Regions from separate parts of the Rattus norvegicus genome. Here region 1 is linked to region 2. Evidence: chromatin contacts called from public Hi-C data. All regions are on one chromosome and are shown on one strand. The core of a region is the stretch at or near the end of the contact, and the rest is flanking DNA. Distances in the headings are between cores, read along the strand shown.

Evidence for each region. A called contact is a pair of places that touch in the nucleus more often than the background predicts.
Region 1: a contact with region 2 is called in a Hi-C map of the A7r5 cell line, with 1.7 times the contacts expected there. The contact joins the promoter of Cdk6 here to the enhancer-like site in region 2. A contact is called at or near these places in 4 of 12 Hi-C or Micro-C datasets (the A7r5 cell line, the Rat2 cell line, Schwann cells and 1 more).

What each region holds. Positions count from the first base shown.
Region 1 is chr4:31,777,156-31,784,234 of GRCr8, forward strand. It overlaps Cdk6 (cyclin-dependent kinase 6), which reads right to left and starts at 4,347. Exons shown (of 7, transcript NM_001191861.2): 1 at 4,115-4,347. The coding sequence starts at 4,347.
Region 2 is chr4:31,735,243-31,742,597 of GRCr8, forward strand. All of the region lies in intron 1 of Cdk6 (cyclin-dependent kinase 6), which reads right to left. Among named protein-coding and RNA genes, the nearest start is that of Cdk6, 43 kb to the right of the region's middle. Within about 2 kb of position 4,954, at least 19 of the 93 cell types and tissues checked have an H3K27ac peak or open chromatin away from gene starts, as enhancers often do. A contact at or near this core is called in the A7r5 cell line, where this site is marked.

The DNA of each region.
Region 1 (7,079 bases), core at 3,097-5,596, 41 kb after region 2:
TAAAGAGGGGACGGTCTCCCGAAGCTCGCCGGATTCAGGCAGCTGGGATGACCTGACCTGACCTTCTGCCTCTACTTCCTCCTGAGTTCTGGTATTACAAGCATGCACCACCATGCCTTGCTTAGACAAATACATTTTAAAAGAGGCAATTTTTACAAAAGGAAGGAAGGAAGGGAGGGAAGGAGGGAAGGAGGGAAGAAGGGAGGGAGGGAGGGAGGGAGGGAGGGAGGGAGGGAGGGAGGGAGGGAGGGAGGGAGGAAGAAGCAAGCCAGGAAGCTAGCCAGAGCACATTAATCTCAGCAATTGGGAGCAGAGGCAGGCAGATCTGAGTTAGAAGCCAGCCTTGTGTCTACAGACAGAGTTAGTTCCAGGACAGCCAGGGCTACGCAGAGAAACCTCAGATAAAACAAAACAAAAACAAAAACAAAAAAACAAAAACAAAAAACCAAAAACAAAAAAGAGAAAACTTGTAAGCATAGCAATTCCCTCTGATTCATTTCCCTACCCTGCTTCTTTTCTGCAGAAGCTGTCCCAGCACGTAGTAGGCCCTCAATATATATACTCGGCGCACAAACAGACGGCTGATAAGACAATTTTATTCCATCTCCATGTCCTGGGTTCAGGATGTGCAAACAGAACCCACCCATGGAATGGGAACACTCCAGTCGTACAGTTTTATCCTTCTCCTGAACTTGATAACGAACTGAAGACAAGAGCAGATCGGTGTGTAGGACACCATGGGCTCATTAAGCCTGGGACACCAAATGCAGGCAAGCAAGAGTGTGACGTCAGTGGTGCTGTGCAACCTTGGGGGTGGGGGTCTTTCACACCAACAAAAACAAGTCTGCTTTTCTGGTAAGTCCATCAAAATTAACTCTTAAAACTTTGGGGGGAAAAAAAGCCTAATGTGTTTATTGTGCTCCTTCAAGCTTAGAGGCTCAACTACATGTGGGTAGGGACTGTAATTATGATCAATTACTTATGGCTTGGAGGCACTTAAAAAAGCATCTGCCCTTTTAAGCAATCTTAGAAAAAAAAAACAAACCCAACACGGGCTTATGAATAAACTTACCCCAGGCACGACAACAAATTACAGGTTCAGGGGTTCAGTTTTGACATTCTCCCTTGGAAGAACTGTCGCTAAGATTGTCCCTAAAAATACAAACCTCTAAAGTTTTAGCCAAATATGGCATTGGGGGTGGGGGTAGGTGTGGGGGCAGGAGGTAGGTAGTGGAGAAGAAAACCAGGAAGAAAACTAAAAGAGATAGAGACGACGGCTTGTGAGGATGATGGTATTAGTTAAAACACAGGGCCATTTCACTAATCTCATGGCAAAGAGCCAATTTCAGGGTATGGGTGCCCAAGTAGCTCTTGTGTGTTGTGTAACAGTTTCCTCCAAGCTTCCCACAGGAAGTTCCTTAAGCAGGAAGGTAAACAGTTCAGAACAAGCTTCAGGAAGGTCTGGAAACTGACCAGGTTCACTAGGCTCCTCCTTGCTATATAAGCAAATAAGAGATGAGTGTTCCATTTGTCAATGTGTGTGTGTGCGTGCGTGCCTGCCTGCCTGCCTGCCTGCCTGCGTGCGGGCGTGCATGTGTGCATGCGTGTATGGGTAAAAGACTCAAAGACCAGACCAGCTAACTGCAAAATGCAGAAACCAGCCTAGCTGCCTGGAAGAAGTTGAAACCAACTGAGGATCCTGGAAGGGACAGTCTCCAACCTGTTGAGCTGCCTGTAGGCTGTGCAGAGGACTCCAGGTCCCCAGCTTTGTGAGCTGTCACCCATGCTGGGGTGGGCTTCGGTGATACAGCTTTTCTGCCCCTGTGCATGACCCCTCTTCCATATTCATATAAATAACCCCAATAAAACTCACCAAGCTGGGCTTGGGTGGTATTTGTGCTCTGATCTGTTGTGGGCTCCCTATCTGAGATGAACATGGTGTGTCTCCTGAGGAAATGTTATACAAAAGTCTTGCTGTGTCTAAATAGGAATCTGACTTGTTCTGTAAAACTGTCGGATAACAATGCCTCCTGGGGGCCTGTTCTAGGCCAAGGATCTGATAATCTCTGACATATCCAGTGCCTGAGGTGCCTTTAAGTTTATTTTCACCTACATTCTTGCCTTATCCTCACAATGCTAAGTAGGCAGGTGTCGTAAGAGGTAAAATAAATTTAGAAAAGTATGTTTGCCTTTTGCTTATAAGCAAGCAGATGCTCCTGAAATCCAGAGGTCAAAATCCCATTGCGGGGTCAACCAAAACTGTCTACAGAGGCACCAATCACAAGAGGATAAAACAGGACAACAGGGTGGGCTAACTTGCCAAAACTCTTCTGCTATAGGAACTTGCAATGAACTTCGCTCAACGAACAGGTTCTACAAAGGTGTTTGTTTGGAAGAACGCTACTTTATTTACACATGTGATCATTCCCTTTTACCTGGACACCCCGCAGGTAACAGATAAATGAAACTGATACTAAATTCTAATACTGAAATTCATCCTTTGGAACAGCTACAGTGATCCTGTAAGGTAGCGACTCAGAGCCAACACGCACCTTTCAGGATCACGGATGGAACTCCCTGAAGAACTTTTTTTTCAACAAGACATAGACAGACAGATAGACAGACACACGCATGCACGCACAGATGGTAATCCACATTTAGTAAAACCCGACTTTCTAGAAGACTCATTCTCCCACGTCTCATTACCTTCTCATAGGTACAATGGGGTCCTTTATTTACACTGTCTTTTTACTTACATATGTAGTATGGTTCACGTATGAGTCTGACTCTATTGAGAACAAGGTGCTACCAAAAACAAAACAAAAAAACCCCAACCAAACCAAAACAAAAACCACCCCAAACCAAGCCTTGTAGAGGAGTTACGAGCCCCTTAGTGACCCCCCACAGAAGATGCTGTGGTCTCTGAGTCTGTGGAAGGCTTGGTATTTCAAAGGTCAGTCTTGGTCACTCCTTTTGGATGACTAATGCTACATTGTTTGACTTTCTACAAAAATATTTAGCTGTGCTTATTTACATAATTTCATCCCCAGGGCATACAGTAGGCACATATTGGTTGTAAGGAATCCCAGACGAAAAGAAGAGCTGCGAATGGTAAACTCTAATTTTATGGAAAATTTATGGAAAGGTCTGTGCTTTCCCTTTTAACTTCCAGCAATGCAACTGCTTAAAAAGAGAGAAGGATAAAAGGCACAGTGGGGGAAATCCCAGCATCTTCTAGAAAACACCATTATCTTCAATCGCAGGAGAGTTGGTTAAGAATGCTTCCTCACCCACCTGCACAACTTTTCCAGGGAAACAGGTCTTAAAATCTAAAGCGCAGACTCACATCTAACCCCCAAGAGAGGCAGTCTAAGTCAGAACATACCAGTCCACAGATACTAAATGATACAGACAATCAGGTAGCGGTTTGAGAAGCAAGTGCCCGCCTCCCCACCCTCCCTCCCTCTCTTTTCTCAAATAGGGTCTTTTGTAGCTCAGGCTGGCTTCGAACTCTGGATCTTCCTGATTCAGTGTTCCTAGTACCCAGCCTCGAAAGACATTTTTCAAACAATGTTTAACACTAGGCATCAGAGTAGAAACTTCTGAACTTCTAAGACCATCAGAAGTCATTCTACAACTATATATATATATATATATATATATATATATATATATATATATATATATATATATATATATGCCACCAATGTGGGTGTGATTGGCAAACACATTCTTACACATTTCTGCATTTTCTTAAATTTTATTTACATTATGCTCCACCCTTTATCACAAGCTGGATAACTACCTCACTCTGTCTCTCAAAAACTCCCCCACGAACGGGAAAAGTTAAATAAGGGCTGGAGGGGCGTTTCTGGGGGTTGTTGGGTTTTGTCCCTAAAAGACACCCAACGCCCCCGGATCCCTTGAGGCAAGCAGAGTGAAAGCTCGTCAGAATTGCTTGGCTGTTGGGAATTCACCGCAGGTCTCCTTTTCTGCCCTGTCCAGCAAGGTCATCGGTTTTATCTGGGGAAACTCAACTCTTACTCTAGTTGGGTCACCAGCCGCCCCTTGCCCAGCACCTTCCCGGACCGGATAGCCAGGGCTCTAGGCTCACCTGACCACGTTGGGGTGCTCAAAGGTCTCCAGGTGCCTCAGCACCGCCACCTCGCGGATGGTGGAGAGCGGCATGCCCTCCTCTCCGGTCTGCACTCGCACGCGCTTCAGAGCCACGAAGCGGCCGCCGTTCTTCAGGTCGCGGGCCTTGAACACCTTCCCGTAGGCGCCTTCCCCGATCTCCGCCACGCACTCATACTGCTGGTCGGCGCGACTCAGGCTGTCCTTCTCCATGCTGGCTGGAGGCTGCCGGCGCGGCACAGTGGAACCGGGTGCTCACTGGTTGCCTTATACGCCTCCGGGACGCCCGGAGTCGGACTCGCGGCCGCCGGGCTGGACGGACCGACCTCTTTGCCCGCGGGCTCAAGCCGGGCGCAGCCGCCGCGAAACTCCGCCTAGCCGAGTCGCCGCGCTGCGGCCGCAGGAGAGCGCCGATCCCTCCTCTTCCCCCTCCGCAGCGATTACATAGTCTGCCCACAATCTCTGCACCTAGGAGGAGGAGACGGGAGGACAAGGAGAAAGTGTGATCAGGCTGCTTGGGAGACTTCACCGGGTTCCACCAGCTCCCCTCCTCCTCCCCTCTATTCGCCCCAGCTGCCTAATCCGGCCGGGTTTCTCCGAGAAAAACCAAGTTACTTTTTCTTCCCCAGCAGGGCTCGTGCAGTCTTCGCGAGGAGAGGTTGCTCCGGCCCCTCGGGGATGAGCGCCGCGCGGGAGGCAGCGGGACGAGAGGGGGCGTGCCGAGCAACCCAGAGTGTGCCGGGAGCGCGGGGGAGGGGAAGCGGCGGGCGCGTCAATGTCACGGCTCAATATTTATACCTATACCGTTGTTCTCAGCTGCCCTCTCTGACTCCGGGGGCCTGGACGTGCGGGGAACGGGGCGTCCTGGGGGAGTTCAGAAGCTGGCGTGAATGCACCAGGGGTTCACCCATGTGGGGCAGCAGAACCGGGTTGGGGCTCCCAGGACCCTGTAACCCGATGCTGGGAGTATGCGAGTAGGGGTGGTCAGACATCTGCTCGGAAATTGCTTCCTTTCTTTCTACTTTCAGTTTTTCTACCGAGAGACATTTAAAAGGGACTCGCTCACACAAATGGTCTTTGGGGGTATGGCAAGCTTAGTGGGAGACGAAATTCTGCCTCCGACTCGGAGGACCTCCCTGGTGGAAACTCTGGGAGGACAGACCATCTGGTAGAGGAGGGCTGGGGCTACTAGAGATGGGAGAGCGAGGGGCCCTGGAAGGGGAGAAGTGCTTCCCCCCCACACACACACTAATCCCAAGGGTGTGGGGAAGGCTCGTCCTGTACGGAAAAAGTAACTTCGGGATTTAGCTAGCTAAACCGGGCTGGTCCTAAAGTTTTCAACCCGTGCAAAAGCAACCGCCCTTACGACGGTGGGGGTGAAGGGTAGTAAACGTAGGTCTCCGGGGTGTGAGAGGAGACTGCCCTTGTGTCACGACCACCGAACCTCTGCCCGATATTCCGGGACGGCTGGAGGTCGGTAGCCGAGACGGTCGTTCGGTTCCCCAAAGTCTGGAGGCCAGGTCCCACGCGTAGTCAGGCGCCCCTTCCCCGTTCAGTTGTTTAGGGATGACCCAGTAAGCCTTCCCATCCCACGGAGGCCTTAGTCTGGGCTGGACCTTGGTCACCGCAGCCGCGTGTCCGGAACGGTCCACAGGCGTTTACCTGCCCCGCACCCCTCCTCCCCCGCTCGCTCTTCTGCCTGGAATTAAAGAACACATGGCGCGACCCCCCCCCCCCCCCTGGGTGCCCGCGTAGCACCGCGCGGCCAAGGCAGAGTCTCTCTCGGCTCCTTTGAGAGCTTTCCTAAAAAGCTGTGGAAAGGACCCCCCAGCCCTCGCCCGGGGGTCCGAGCCAGGTCGAGGGCCACACAGGTAGCGGGAGCAGCGGCCTTGGCGCCCGCCCTCCCCCTCTGGTGGTGTCCAGCCCAGGTTCCGGGAGGCGGCAGCCGTCCCACCCCCGCGGGCCTGCACCCCCCGGACCCGAGAGGCGGTGCCTAGCCCCCTCCCCTCCTCCACTTTTTTGTTGTTGTTGTTGCTTTCCCACGCTGGCTGAATGTGACTTGACCCCATTTCAAAAAAGTTTGACATAGTGCTTCAACATTTCCGCATTCCTCCGCGACTACAAAGGCTGCAGCCGCCTCCTTCTGCTTTCTGTCTCTGCTCTGTCTTCGCACTCAATGAAATCCTTCATGAGCCTCTCCCGAAGCCTTGCCAAACGCCGCAAGGGTCGCCACCAGCGCAGCGAGGGGAGGCCGCCCGCGGGACCGCGACCCGCGCGTGTGCGCAAACGCAGATGCGCCCGCGCAGATACGCCCACGTGCACGGGGACGAGTGCGCCGCCGAGCCCCGGGCTGCTCTTGCCCAGGGTGTGCATTTGAACTGCAAAGCTTTAAATAAGAAAAGCAAACTTGGGGCGTGAAGCAAGAGTGCATGCTTGCGGGGCTTCAACCCCGGTGGGCTCCGTGCACTCCTCCGTGCATAACGCGCCCGAGGGGTCGCCAGCAGGAAGGCTGGGCGAACGTTTTACTCCTTAGTGGGGAAGATGGGGCCCATACCCACACCCCTCGGGAGGCTGCAGAGGGAACTTGCACAGGGGAAATAAACATGGGGGCGCGGAAACACATTCTCCAGCACGGAATCCCACCCAGACGGTGCATGTTCAACTTTAAATGTGACTGTCCAAGTAGAGTCAGTTTGGGGAAGCTCGATGAGAAGTGAACGTGTGGCTATTTTGCGCACCAATCTGTTCAAGCTGGCATAGGACCCTGGGGTCGGGGTGTCCTCGGTGTGGAAGGTTCCTCTCGAGACCTCTAGCTTCCCCCAGCTGGCCCCCATAACTTAACCAGTCTCAACTAAGGGGTTAACGCCAGCGGATCCCGAGGGGCCACACAGCCCCCTACACCCCGTTACCCTCACCCACCCCGATCCTCGCCGGGGACCCCCCCC
Region 2 (7,355 bases), core at 3,704-6,203:
TTAGAGCTGAGCGCTGTCTGGCACAGCTGGCTGAGGGACATAACAAATTCTTATTTGAACTAGAGCCAGAACTTGAAATTGAGAAGGGTTTCCTCCCCCAAATCTTGAAAGTTCATGAAGTGCTTCTGGTGGTTACGGTTTGTGCATCCAATCGGTCTTCACCCTTTCCACCAGCCCCACACTTCTGTACAGTTGGCTAGGAGGATCTTTTTGCTTGTGAAATACAGACTGTGTGCAATGATTCACCGTCAACATGAAATGACAAACTCCAGAAGTATTCACCACCGACAGCAACCACTGTGCTGCTGAAGTGTATGCAGCAGCTCCAAAATGTGCACCAGTACCTAGCACGCGCAGGAGCCATACCCAGCGTAAGTTTCTGAGGGACACAGGGCAGGTAAAGCATGCGAGCAATGCTGTGCGGTGACAACTACGGATCACGGATGGGTGGAAGCCAGAGAGTTGGTCCCGAGAATCTCACTGCAATCGAGAGAGCAAGACTCAGACTCCCTTGATATTAGCATTGCCAGACTGGAGGACGCCTGCAACTGCTGGTAGTCGATGTCACCCCCACTTTAATCCACAGAATGAGGCAAGGATTTCGGGGGATCTTTTTTAGGTGCCTCATCTACACTGCCTGATCTACTTTCTGAATTTAGAAAAGTTACCTGAGTCGGTGACGTCGTCACATTTCTGAATTTTAATTGAGTTTTTTTTATTTACAGTAAAACCAGCTTTAACCCCTGGCAAATCATGTTATTATGCTTATATACAGGAACTTGACTAGAAATAATGCACGATAAATAGCTACCAATATTTATCAATATCTACAAATATTTTGGAAGTACTGACTTCAACACACCAATATCTGACCTCAAATGCAGCCTATACAGTTAGTTATACTGTACAGCTAATGCAGGGAGTTAAATTCTTGCATGCAAAAAATGCTAGTGTCTTCTAAGGTACAGCTCCTTAACCCATGAGACATAACTCCATTTGGGATTAAGTAGCTGAATATTAGGTGGCAAAATATTTGGCAACAGAAAAGGTTGTCTGAACAGGACAACCAAAAATTAATTGAAAGTTAAAAACATTAACTTGGCCAAGGTTTTTCTGGCTATGGCAAACTTGTGTTGCAGCAAGCACCCTTCCCACTGCACACAGCCTGCACCCTTCACACTGCACACAGCCTGCACCCTTCCCACTGCACACAGCCTGCACCCTTCACACTGCACACAGCCTGCCCCCTTCCCACTGTACACAGCCTGCACCCTTCCCACTGCACACAGCCTGCACCCTTCCCACTGTACACAGCCTGCACCCTTCCCACTGCACACAGCCTGCGCCCTTCCCACTGTACACAGCCTGCCCCCTTCACGCTGCACACAGCCTGCACCCTTCCCACTGCACACAGCCTGCCCCCTTCACGCTGCACACAGCCTGCACCCTTCCCACTGCACACAGCCTGCCCCCTTCACGCTGCACATAGCCTGCACCCTTCCCACTGCACACAGCCTGAGCCCTTCCCACTGCACACAGCCTGAGCCCTTCCCACTGCACACAGCCTGAGCCCTTCCCACTGCACACAGGCTGAGCCCTTCCCACTGCACACAGTCTGCACCCTTCCCACTGCACACAGCCTGAGCCCTTCCCACTGCACACAGCCTGCACCCTTCCCACTGCACACAGCCTGCCCCCTTCACGCTGCACACAGCCTGCACCCTTCCCACTGCACACAGCCTGAGCCCTTCCCACTGCACACAGCCTGCACCCTTCCCACTGCACACAGCCTGCACTCTTCCCACTGTACAGGCCCCACAACAGCAGACAGTCCCCCTTGGAAGTGCCCAGCTCAGACTGGTAGGCACTACATACACAAAGCTGTCTGCTGTTGTAGAAATACAGTGATTTAATTATGGCACACAAAGACAATACTTTCCTATTGTCCCTCTTCAGAATGTTAAGTATCAAAATGTTGTCATTTTATGGTATGTATTCAAAACGGTGTCCTCAGCGTTGACAACTAGAAAATCAAAATGTTAATCAAATCTGGAAAACACAGAATACTGTCTTTTATATCACATGTTCAGCCAAGATTTAATTCTTTTTAAAAATTAACGAGCCCATCCACCTCACTAAAATACACATTCAGTTTCATCTTCAATAAATAGTAAAACTGTATATATTTCAGAAAACCGTTTCGGGGCAGCTTATGATTGGTACATGTCTCACTTCTGTATCTATTTTATATACTCATGTAACTTGGGGTTGCAGAACATTTCTTGGGCAGAATGGGTCCAGGAGTGGAAAAGGTTTATGATACACCGCTCTCCGATACTGGACTTCTCTGACTTTATGGGAAGACTCCCGACTACCTGCAGCCTGTGGTAGGCGTCTTTCTCCATCAGCTTGTCACCAGGGCAAAAGTAATCCACAGCGGCATAGCTGCTGTGACGTTTTAAAGAATTCCCAGGGGAGGGACCAGGGATGCAGGACGCAATGCTTGCTGCTCATGTGAGAGGCCTCGTGTGTGAGCCTCAGCACAGGACAAACAGAACATGTCGGCATACACCACACGCCTCACAAGGCGAGGACAGGAAGATGCATTAGAAAGCCGAGGGCACCGCCAGCTACACGGTGAGATCAGGGCCAACGTGGGGCAGTTTCAGGAAAATAACTCCTATTTGGGGTTTCTGATGCAACCAGAGACATTTTATAGAGCAAAAGGAGACAAAGGAAGAAGAGACAGGCAGCCACGCTCATCGCTCACGGGAGTACAGAACCTACAACAGGAAAGGAAATGAGGGAGACAGGAGGACTTAAAAGTAATATAGAGATACACAGTTCAATTAATTAAAGGTTGAGCCCAATGCCCGGGGCATGCACCTCGGAAACCCACAGTTAAACAAACCTCTTCCCCACTAGCGATTGGTGAAAAGGTGAAATACATCAGCGCATCAAATTATCGGAAGCCTCAGGTGAGGGAAAGCCCTCATGCAAATCTGATGGGGAGTCACGACGTCACCTTCCTGTGCTCCGCTCTCACCTGCTCTCCCCTCCAGCACACTACCAGCTAGCCCACAGCTCACCTCCTTCCAGGGCCCTCCTGGTTGTGGGATCTACTTTCAGCTTCTACTGACATGCACCTGGCAACTGTGGTTCTGTTAGGGTGTTTTTGTTTTTTAACAACAACAAAAAAAAGTTTCACAACAAACCGGGAATCTCCTAAACTGGGCAAGTTTACAAGATGTGCCTTGTGCTAGAGTAAACACTGAAAATAAAGCAAACAGTAAAATTTCTGTGTATGGAAACATTCCTGAAAGGCCCAATAACAACCGGTATGACATTTCCATCACAAATCCGCTACTGAGGATGGCGCTGTGGGCTGACAGGGTTCTGGGATGCCTTCCTCTTGCTTTGCACACATTCCCAACAAACCGTCTGAACGAATGGAGAGCCACGGAATGCAGGAATTGTCCTACCGTCCTGCTACAAGCACTGGCTGCATTTCCCCATTACTGAATGCAGCTCTTCAAGTCTGGCCTGCGCCAGAGGCAGAAAAGAAATGAGGTTGGCAGGCCGGAGTGATGGCGGCTCATCTTCCAGAGGTCCTGAGTTCAAATCCCAGCAACCACATGGTGGCTCACAACCATCTGTGATGAGATCTGATGCCCTCTTCTGGTGTGTCTGGAGACAGCTACAGTGTACTCATAATCAATCAATCAATCAATCAATCAATCAATCAATCTTTATAAAAAAAATGAGGTTGGAGCCTCACTCGGTTAAGCTAACTGCGTGTTATTTTGTGGGGGTAGAAAAGGAGAATGATACTTGAAAGCAGAAACAAGAAAACTCATTTAAAAACAATACCCTGTTTTTTGTTTTGTTGGGAAGACAAAAGTAACAGGACAGAAGTAAGCTCTGAGTTATCCTATGAATCTTTATGTCCAAGAGAGAGAGAGAGAGAGAGAGAGAGAGAGAGAGAGAGAGAGAGAGAGAGAGAGAGGAGCAACTAAGCAATGAGGAGTTGATAAGTTTTGCTCAGTCCAAAACTGATGCCTAACCATTTTGAAAATTCAAAAGGACCATAAAGCCGGCTCTACCAAAGGAAGACACCTGCCTGCCAGCTGCAGACTCCTTGGGTCTAGATTTGAATAAAGAATAATTCACCAACCACAGCTACAGCCAATGCCCACCTTCTGATGGCTTGCAGTCTCTATCAGACACGGCCAACGTTTTAGCTCACACAAGTCTCTTTACATGACAGTTAACTTCAACCACACGAAGCATCTGAGTCAAAATCTAGAACCGGCAATCCCACGGTGGGAGGGGACCCAAGCGAGTCGGAGTACCAGCAGCTAACTTCAAAAGCAGCTTTGAACTGGAAGCATCCATCCTTTCACAGTTTCCACCGCGTTCAGTGCCGCATCTGACACGCAGTGAGTACTCAGGAAACGGCTACTGAACAGATGGTTTCAAAATGATAGCTCTGGAGAAGGTCAGGAGCAAAGCAGAAGAGAAGGTGCCTAGAGCGCTGGGCAAGCAGCCTCTGTGATGGATGCCGACCCCAGAGGGCCAGACCTGCCACACTGCATTCATCATGAAATTCTTACGTGTCTGTTTCTGACTCGCTAACTTCTACATATCTGACATCTTAAGGTTCGCACAGCAACTCTGCGAGAGGGTTCTGGTTTTTGATTTGCACCACTATTCCTAAGCGCCAAAAGGCAAAACCAGGGGAAATACCCATCTGTCAGCTAATGGAGAAAGAAATGCAGCACACCCATGCATGGAATCTTAGTTGGTAATAAAAAGAAATATGGACCCATACTATGCTGGATAAACCTCAAAAAATTCTGCTAAATGGAAGAATTCAGTCTTGAAGGTGGCATGATTCATTTATATGGAGTGTAGAGAAATGGGCTGAACCACAGAGTCAAAAACAGACTGAACAATTAGTTGCCAAGGATTGGAGCACAGGGGTTGGTGGAAGAAAAGGAACAGATGCTTATGTCTACTTGGTTTCTTGCGAGGGTGATGAAAACGTTCTAAATTTAGGTCATGGGGAGAGTTGCACAACCACGGTAAATGCACTGGAATGATCACTAAACTACATACTCGCACAGGTGAATTTCATATGGTGTTCATACTGTATCTTAATAAAGATGTTTGAAACAAGTCAAAACAAATAGGAGGAAAAGAGCAGCAGAGAAAAAAGGCTTTGTACTTTTCTTAAAGCATTGGGACAGAGTGCAGTGATGGGAGCAGACTTAAACTTCTGCTCTGTTGCAGGAAAAGCAGGGGTCAATAATGCAGATCTCACTGTGCATACCACCCCTGCTGTCTACACACACACAGCAGACATAACACACACACCAGATCCCCCCAACACCACATAAACATCAGACACAACACACTAGACACACACCAGACACACACACACACCATACACATAGATACTTACACACCTCACATACAGCATACACACACCACACAAACATACCATATACACAGACACAACACACCAGACACACACCAGACACACACACACACACACACACACACCATACACATAGATACTTACACACCTCACATACAGCATACACACACCACACACACATACCATATACACAGACACACACACACACACACACACACACACACCACATATACACACCAGATGCAACACACACACACCAGACCAAATACACAGACTCTCCCAACACATCACACACCACACACACACACACACACCACATACACACACTACACATACATCATACATACACCAAACGTACACATCAGACACAACACACACACCAGACACCCACACACACACACCACATACCCATCAGATACAACACACCAGACACACACACACCTCACATACATTATACACACACAAAGACACATGACCCACACATCATACAATCAAAACACACACACAAAACACATGTCACACACACACCAGACACATATACATAACATACCACATACACACCACGTATACAATACAATACACACAAGGCACAACACACTAGGCACTCATACACAACATACCACACACACACACACACACACACACACACACACACAGAAAATTGAAAAGCTAAAGAGTACTGATCTCTTGCTCTCTTGTGCTCCTTCTTTGACTGGTTAGAAAAATGACACACAGCAATTCACCAAAAAGGGCTTGAAAAAGATGCTCTGATTCCAAGAATAGAAGAGTTAAGAGGTATTTTTAAAAGTGAACGGCTTTGGCTTGAGTCACATACAGTGCGGAACATTCTGGACAACTGTCAACATTCAGTTCTCGTTCCATTTCTGACCTGTAAAAGCCCCCTCTTCCAGCTTGGGCCTCTCTTGAGGAAAAACGACAAAGCAGCCAAAACTAGGAAGCCACGTGTGGTGAAGACTGTCTGCACAGTCTTAGGAGAAGAAACAAGTCTGACCTATGCCGTACGTCAAAACTCCTCAGTACCACACCCTTAGAACTCTTATTCACTTATTCACTTCTTAGTCACTTTATTCCAGCCAGCGCCAACCCGCTCAGGTACTTACGATCAGGTTCTCATCCAATAAAGCAACCCTGCAAGTCCCTTCCTTTTAAGGAATCACAAAAGACCATTAAGTTGTAACATAAAAGAAATAAACAAAAAAAAAATCTAGTAACACTAAGAAAAGCAAATCAGTGATGTGATTTTCAAAGTTGTCCAGCATGGGCTCACATCAATGTGAGAGATCACATGATTTATTTTGCTCTAATGATAAAACCATACATCATCTGCAAAGTGTTTTGAAAATGTCCCCCATTACTCAGGAATGCAAACTGGTAAGGATCTTTGTGTGTGTGTGTCTTCTGCTCCCCACCCTACCCCCACACACAATGTGGCTCTCATGATACAGATCTACATTTACTGGGCACAGAAGGCTTTCATGATGTCCTGCAGGCTTGGAAGAGTTTGTCCCGTATGATTCCGTATATGTAAACAGAACAGCATGGGATAAGTCACGTTGCTGTCAGTGGTTATCTTTGGGTGATAAAATTATGAATTATTTGTTTTCTGATATTTCCTCATCATGCTGTTTATGAGAGCATACTGCATAAAACAACTTTTGAAGATTTATTTATTTTTATGTGTATGATTAGTTTGCCTTTATGTGTGACTACCATGTGCATGCCTGGTATCCTCGGAGGTCAAAACAGGGAGTTGGCCTGGGCATATAACCAAAAGATGCTCCAAAATATAGCAAGGACACGTGCTCCACTATGTTCACCTTACTTATACTAGCCACAAGCTGGAAACAACACAGATGGCTCAACAGAGGAATGGATACAGAAAATGTGGTACATT